Linked DNA regions of Canis lupus: region 2 is linked to region 1. Evidence: chromatin contacts called from public Hi-C data. All regions are on one chromosome and are shown on one strand. The core of a region is the stretch at or near the end of the contact, and the rest is flanking DNA. Distances in the headings are between cores, read along the strand shown.

Region 1 (3,940 bases), core at 823-3,322:
GCCTGATGAAGGAAACCATGGGCAGGTGGGGGGAGGGGGTCTGTGAAGCTCAGGATGAGGTAGGTAGTCCAAGCAGAATGGGGAAGGCAAAAGAAGCAAAACTAATCCTAAGGGTATAGCTGGACTCAGGAAATGAGATCAACCCCAGGGGCTGGAGCTAAGCCCCAAGGATTGGAAGCTGGGAGACAGCAGAGCAAGGACCAGGAGATGGAACCAGGGCCCAGCCTATGGGGACGAAGTTCCAGAAGTGGGGCTAGGACCAAAGGCAGAGCCAGGGGAGTGAAGGAAGATGCCATGGAATCTGGGCCAGATTCCGAGGCGCCTATGGGAAGAAGCAAACCAGCCCTTGTGAGCAGAAACCCAACTCAAGAAAGGCAGAGCGCAAGGAAACGTGAAGCAACGCGACAGCCCGGCATGGAGAAAGATGAGGGAGCTACTGGCTACCAGGGCCGGGAGCCAAACCCGGGAGCGGAGGGCAGGGCCAGGGGGAGGAGCCAGATGCTGGAGACAGGGCGGGGCTTGCGACGTCACCACGCCCCCCTACACTGCGTTTCCCTGCAGGTGACGCTCGTCCAGAGGGTGACAGCAAGACGCGCGGGGAGCGGGACAGGGCCGGGTCGCAGAGGCCGGCCGGGGAGGGGGAGCCGGCTAGGCCCGCGGTCCCGGGTCTTGCTCGGGTTCGGTCCCCGGCACGCCGCGGATGTCGGGCAGCAGGCGGCAGCCGGCCACGATGTCCAGGCGCTCCGCCAGCGCGCAGAGGTCCCCCCGCGCCAGGCGCACGCTGTGGGCCGCCGCCAACCCCGCCGCCTGAGCGGCCGCAAGCCTCCCGGCCAGGGCGGCCACATCGCGGACCCGCGCGGCGGTACACGCCGCTCACCGCGGCCGCCACGTCGTGGTCCAGCCGCGCCTGGCTCTCGGCCAGCCGGAGCTGCAGCAGCGAGCGCGCGGGGGCCGGCGCCGGGGCCTCCTCCGAGCCCCAGGCCTCCCCGGCCGTTTCCCGCTGCACCACCAGCGGAGGCAGGTCCCCCGGCGCGGCGGTCGCCTCTGGCTCCGAGTCCGAGTCGGTTTCCGCGGCCTCCCCGGCCACCCGCAGCCCCGTGGGGCGGCCGCGCGTCGGGCCCGAGGGGCCCAGGTACAGCTCCTCCTCCGACGAGGACGCAGAGAGCTCCGAGTCCGTCTCGGCCGCCTCCCCCGGCACCACGGTCTCGGGCCTCCGCGGCGGCCTCCGCCGACGACCCTGGGACGCCATGCCGCGGAACTGGGGAGAAGAGAGGCGCCCGGCGGTGGTTAAGAGGCGCGGGTGCTGGATCCCCAAGCCCTGCACTGACTAGCTTAGCGATTTGCGGCCATCTGCTACCCGCGCCTGGGCCTCAGTTTCCTCTTCTGTAAACGGGCTCGTCGGCCCTGCTGCCAGAGATAATGGAAGCCACTGGACCCCACCCTCTTTGGGGAAACTGAGGACCGGGTGGATGAAGGCCCCGTGGCCCGCGCTCCCCGAATCCCAAACCCAGCTCTTCCGATTTTGCCTCCTAGCAGAGGCCACACCCTCCCCTCCGTCCTCCAAGCCTCTGTCAGATCCGGAAGTACACGGGCTCCTGAGCTGCCCAGGGGCCAGTGCCAGGGTCACAGAGAGGGTGACAGCCCAGCTGGACTCCGGGGAGGGTGCAGTAGCGCGGGCGCGGGGGAGCGCTGTCGCCGGAGACCGTACCTGGCTTACCGAAGCCCGGAGCCTGCAGGATCCGCTACGCAGCCGGAGCGCGCCGTCTTTTCCGAGGGAGGAGGGTGACAGCCCCAACCAATCGGGGCGCACGTTGGGCGGGCATGGCGGCCACACACGTGGGCCGCTCGGCTACCTACCGGGAAAGCTAGTCCTCAAAACCAGCTGTGTGTAGGGGCGAGGAGGGCGGGGGCGTGAGCAGTCACGTGAGCGGAGGCCTGGCCAATAGGAAAGCGGCTGGGCTGGCGCTTCCGGATTGCGCTGCGTGGAGAGTGGACGAATAGAAATTTTTAAAAAACGGGGTTTGTCTCCCGTGACCAGTGATCCGGCCAATGGGAAGGCTCGACAACCCGGAAACAGCGAGGAGGCGAAGGGGAAGGGCGGAGACGCTGTCACGTGTGGCCAATGAAAACAGGCCCTCCCCCTGGGTCTCCCGGGTTCACGCGCGCACCATGCGAGCCCGGGAGGCGGGGCTTAGTGTGAAACACCAATGGGGGCGGGCCCGCGCCAAGTGCGGGAGGCGGGGCCTGCCCAGCCGGGCCAACGGGAGCACGGAGCGCTAGCCGGTCGTTGGGCGCGAGGCCGGCGCATGGCGGACGCGGCGCTGTTCGAGTTTCTGCACACCGAGATGGTGGCGGAGCTGTGGGCGCACCACTCCGACCCTGGGCCTGGGGTGAGCGCCGGGACCCGGGGGGAGGAGGCGCGGGCCGCGGCGGGAACGCCGGGGCGTGGCCCTGGGGAGCGCCGAGGGCGGGTCGACGGCTCGGGTCGAGCCGCGACCCCGCCCCTGCCCTCGCGGGGCGCTGGCTCCGTGCTCTGCAAAGTGGGCATCGCAGCAGGGCCGGCCTCGCGGGTCCCTGCTACAGGTGAGCGAGGCAGCTCCGGCTAAAGCTTAGCTCAAGGCCTAGCACGGAGTCAGCAGGTAGTAATTATGGTAATTACTGTCATTGGATGTGTACCAAGGACTTAACTGCCCGGGTTGGATCCACGCCTGCTCCACTATGTAGGTGTGAGAGCCAGTGACTCAATCCCCTGTGTGCCTCAGTTTCCTCCTTAGTAAAGTGGGTATTATAACAGCGCCTCAGTCTCAGAGAGGGGCATTTACTCATGCAATAGACACTTATTAGGCACCTATTGTAGTCAGGTACTGTTTCCCTGTCCTTGGGAAACTTAGTAGGGGAGTCAAACAAACAAGAATATGCCACTAGCTAGTGAGAAGTCCGATCAAGAAAACTTCCATAGAGGGGTGCCTGGGTAGCTCAATCGGTTAAGCATCTGCCTTTGGCTCAGATCATGATCTCAGGGTCCTGGGATGGAGCCCCAGGTAGGGCTTTATGCTAGTGGGGAGCCTGCTTCTCCCTCTGCCTCTGTGCCCTTTCCCCTGCTCATGCTCTCTCTCTTTCTCTCTCAAATAAGTAAAATCTTAAGAAAATGAAAAGAAAACTTCCATAGAATCATGAAAAGAATAGGGATGGAGTGGTTGACGGTAGAGGAAAGCCCTTCTGAGGAACAGACTGTAGGAATTTAGCCGTGCGGTGAAGGCAAGAGGAGTGAGGGGGGCATCCCAGAAGAAGGCACAGCAGGTGCAAAGCCCTGAGGTAGGAGCATGCTTGGCATTTTGGAAGTTGGTTCTTAGGAAGAACAAATGAGCTCGAACTTTAAAGCACTTGGTGTGATGTCAAGCACCTAATCCACCTCCAGAACATGGAAGCTCTTGTAAAATCTGTTACCAAGAAGAAAGGGTAGGTGTTTGATGACTGAGCGCCATGATCAAGTTTTTTTCATTATTATTAATTACTTCAATCATCATCCTCATCAATATGCAAGATTTTTTACTGGCTTAAGTTTTCTGGTTTAGGAGCTGGGGAGGAGGATGTTGCTTCTCATCTCAACATAGTTTCTTTCAAGTTCATTCATTCCACAAACTTCATCTCAAAGCCACCAAGTGTCAGGCTCGGTGGCAGGCTCTGGGAGTTCCTCAGTGAACTGTATAAAACTCCTGGTCCTGGGCAGCCCTGATGGCCCAGCGGTTTAGCGCTGCCTTCAGCCCAGGGTGTGATCCTGGAGACCCAGGATCGAGTCCCACGTCAGGCTCCCTGCATGGAGCCTGCTTCTTCCTCTGCCTGTGTCTCTGCTGCGCTCTCTCTCTCTCTCTCTCTCTGTGTGTGTGTGTCTCTCATTAATTTAAAAAATAAAAAAACTCCTGGCCCTCCTGGAGCTTAG
Region 2 (3,940 bases), core at 768-3,267, 210 kb after region 1:
GCAGGGCCAAATGGGATGAAGGAGGGACCATATTCCAAAGCACCTTGGAGAGGCAGTCCCCCCACCTGCCAAGACCCTCTGAGCTCCCTGGGCAGCTCAGGCCTCCTACTGACAGAGCCTTCTTTGCAGGATACTTGGCTACATGCTGGTTAGAAAAAAGATACAATGAAAAGACAAAAGGAACCTCACCTCTGTAGGACTCAGCTGCTTTGTTCCCACATACGTGACCCCGAAGTGGTAGTTGGACTCCCCAACTGTGCTGAGGGCTACTGTGTGGTTCACCTGGGAGAACATGGAAGGCCGCAGGGATAAGCCCGTAGGCCACCCCCTCCCCAATAAACCCAGCCGAACCTACCCCCAGCAAAGCTCCCTTCCAGCCTGGGATGGGATACTTGCCAGTCTGGCTTCCCCACCATGGAGGAAAAGACGAGCGGCTCTGGGTTAGGGCAGGGGATGGGGACTGGGAGGTTCGGCCTGACTACTTAGACGCCCAGAGAAAAGACAAGCTGGAGATGCGACTACGTACCCGGTCCTTCACTCCTGCCTGGATGTTAAGGGTGGTGGGGCGTCCCCGGGTTCTGGGTCCCTAAACACTTCCACTGGGACCCAATGAGCAGTCAGCCTGGCACTGTGTCTCTGAGTCTTTTCAGGTGCCAAGGAGCCTAGCCCTTTAGGGGGGAGCGAGGGGGTTGCATGTGTAGGTGCAGGGGGATGGTTGGGATGACCTCAGGGGAGTAAGGGCACCAGGAAGGCTCACCTGGAAATGGTTACTCAACCCTTTGTTGACTGTGAGCTTGACACCTTCCATCTGAATGGGAAATAGCTCTGAAGAAGAGACTCGCTGTCACCCTCCACACACATACACACACCCCTACGCAAACACACCGACTCTCATCCCTTCCTTCCCTACCATCCCAGCTCTCCCACCCACAAGCACAGCATCACAAAAGTACCCCAACCAATAAAGAGCCAGTCTAACCAAATCAGGGGCCAGGACCAGGCCTTTCTTTGCCTGCACCCAAATCCCAGTGCCACTGTTTACTACCCATGTGACCCAAGGCAAGTCACTTTAAGTCTCTGTCAAGCTTGTCACCTGTAAGATGTCATCTGTAAGCTCACCACGTGGAGACATTGCAGGGATTTAATGAATTAACTAACGTACACTGAATGCCAGTCAGTCAGCGCCACTTTTGCTATCCTAACTCGTCCAAGCCCAGTTCCAGAAGACTTGGGTTCCACCCCCACTGGACCCTTGTTGACACTGTGACCTTGGGCCTCAGTTTCCTTCCCGATCACGTAAGAAGGCTGGCCTGACGGAACCCCGGGGCTCCTTGAGCTCCCTAAGCCTTTTCTCCACCGCTCTGGCATTTCGTCCCGAGGTTCCACCATTCGATCCCATCGTTCTATGCCCCAAGTCCAATGTTCCACCATTCGATCCTAACGTCAACTCCTAACGCTCTGTTAAATGTTTCCAATGGTCGGTGCCAATTCCCAAGGTCCTCGGAGCGCCCCCCCTCCCCCCGAGATCCGGGCCCTCACACCCCCGCCGGGTCCGTCGCCCCTCACCCTTGCACTTCCGGTGGCACTCCTCGAACGTGCCCGGGTTGGGCAGGCAGCCGCAGGCCCCATCGTCCGCGGTCCCTGCGGCGCTGCCGGCGGCAGCACCGGGGGTCCGTTCCGAACCTCGACCCGCACCGGCCCCAGCGCCCAGACCGCCCCCGAGCGGCGGCAGCGTGAAGCCGGGAGGAGAGGGCGGAGGCGGCGGCAGTCCCACGAGGGCGGGCGCAGGCGGCGGCGGCGGCCCTGCGGGCGGCGAGCTAGCGGCCAAGACGTTCCCCATGGTCGCCTGCAAGGGGAAAGGTCAGAGGGCGAAGGTCAGGGCCCGTGCGCTCGGGGTCCAGTCCCAGCCAAACCCCGCTCTGCTCCGGGCCCCGGTTCTCACTGGCGGCGGCGCCTGCACCCGGCCTGGGCTCCGCTCCCACCCCGTGCGCCACGCGCAACCGAACCCGCTGCCGCCGCCGCCAGCACCGTCGCCCCGCCCCACCTAGCCCATTGGTTCAGCATGCCCTGGGATCCGCCCACCAGCTTCAAGGCCTGGCCGTGCAATTGGAGTCAGGGCTGGGAGTCCCACCCACCTCTTTGGGACGTCCTTTTCTATTGGCTCCCACTCACAGGCAGGTCAAGGCACACACCCCCGCCTCTCCCATTGGCCCGCGGAGACCGCATCTATTGGCTCGCAACGCCGCGGGTTCCGGTGTTCGGCTGCCATTGGTCTGCGCTGCGTACTTTGAAACGCCCACTGACTCGCCGCCTCCGCCCCTTTCCAGAGGGCGCCCTTCTTTCGACTCCGCCCCGCGGCGAAATTGCCACTGTAACTGGCCGGCTTTGGCCCTCGAAGCATCCTGATTGGCTCTCGTGGGTACAGGAGGCCGATCCTGGTGACGTAATCGGTCTGGTACGTTCATTGGCTAACGTGCCAGGGTCGAGGGACACGGGTAAAGGTGCGTTGCGCGGCAGAGGCTGCTAGGCAGCAAGGTCAGGCCTCTAGTCCCACCAGGCACCGCGGCAGCGGGGCAGCGCCGGAGTCCAGAGCCGGCGACCGAAAACCGGAAGTGCTGGCCCTTCCCACAGTGCCTCGGGAGAATCCTAACCGGTTATGTGAACCCAGTCAGGCTGCTTCTTACCCACAATGCCCCTTAGGTGTTTAACGCGACAGTTGCCGTAGACCCACCCCTTTTGTTACCCATCATGCCTTCTGTTCCCCGCCCCCCCTTGCGTCACTGCGGCTTCTATCTTTGGCCCATTCATTGCCGTCCCATTACCCAGCATGCCTCTGCCCCATTCATTTCGGCTTCATTTCCTGCACTACCTTTAGCCGGTTTCTGCCTGTTTGCTTCCATCATCCTTCTAGCGCTTCTTTAATTAGCCGTCGCGTTCTTGGGTCCACTACCCATCATGCCTGCCGGCCCTATTCCTCTATTATCCCTCTGCCTTTGGCTCATTCATTCAGTTCCATTACCCACAATGCCCCGAGCTCCTATTATTCGCAATTTTGCTTTTGGTCTCACCTTACTTGCCATTTATCCTTTAAACCGGAGTCCTGCAGCCTGAATTACTGCCATTTCGGTCTCTGTTCCGTTTATTTCCGTCCATTGCCCATTCGACTGTCGTTCCTTGTCATTAACCACCGTGCCCTGGACTCCTCCCCCTTTCCTTCCATTATCCATCATTGTTTTTGGTTTATGAATTTTTAATTCATTATCCCCTCACTTAATTTAAAAAAAATATCTTTGGCCCTTTTGCTTTTTGCCTGTAACCCACCTTGGCTTCTAGCCTGCCGATTTCCTACAGCTCCAGACGCCCGATTGGTCTCCCATCGTGTCCCCACCCCCACCCCCTTCACATCCCACAGAACACACAAGTTGACATCCGGTCAAAGTATAAACTCAGTTTTTTGTAGGAAATGCTATATTACAAAAGAGTATTGTGTCCCCAGCCTCCAACCCCCCCCCCCCCCCCCCGCGAGATGTTTGGGTTGCATCCCACAGGGCAGGAGTAAAAGGACTCAGTAGTCTTCAAAGTAACAGCAAATTCTTCCTCCAGGGCTGGGGCCGGCAAGGCATACTGCATGAGGCTTACCCCTTCTCATCCTGGGCTAGGGCTTAATTCCCTGTAGACAGGAATTGGGGTAGTGGGGGCTCAGGGAAGGGTCTGGACCCTGAGACTCCTGCCTGCAGGAGGGAGAAGATGGGGAAGCTCTGCCTCAGGCTGGGGTATCCCTTCCCTCTTGCCTTTGGGGAACAGACAGGGTGAGGAGGGGGCTCTGCTGCCTGGAGGGCTCAGGTCTGAGCAGCAGGGTACCCCCAACACCTACCCCAGCAGAACTATTGAGATTTTACTGCCTGAGGACAACTTGGAGGTTTGGGGTCTTTGGGGGGAT

Evidence for each region. A called contact is a pair of places that touch in the nucleus more often than the background predicts.
Region 2: a contact with region 1 is called in a Hi-C map of blood, with 3 times the contacts expected there. The contact joins the promoter of TOMM40 here to the promoter of BLOC1S3 in region 1. A contact is called at or near these places in 3 of 9 Hi-C or Micro-C datasets (amygdala and blood).

What each region holds. Positions count from the first base shown.
Region 1 is chr1:111,035,922-111,039,861 of UU_Cfam_GSD_1.0, forward strand. It overlaps BLOC1S3 (biogenesis of lysosome-related organelles complex 1 subunit 3), which reads right to left and starts at 2,073. Exons shown (of 3, transcript XM_038528601.1): 1 at 1,718-2,073; 2 at 851-1,258; 3 at 1-849. The coding sequence starts at 1,249. The coding sequence ends at 649. It overlaps TRAPPC6A (trafficking protein particle complex subunit 6A), which reads left to right and starts at 2,292. Exons shown (of 5, transcript XM_038528600.1): 1 at 2,292-2,390. The coding sequence starts at 2,307.
Region 2 is chr1:111,247,712-111,251,651 of UU_Cfam_GSD_1.0, forward strand. It overlaps TOMM40 (mitochondrial import receptor subunit TOM40 homolog), which reads right to left and starts at 2,018. Exons shown (of 10, transcript XM_038528617.1): 1 at 1,943-2,018; 2 at 1,567-1,846; 3 at 758-825; 4 at 190-282. The coding sequence starts at 1,840.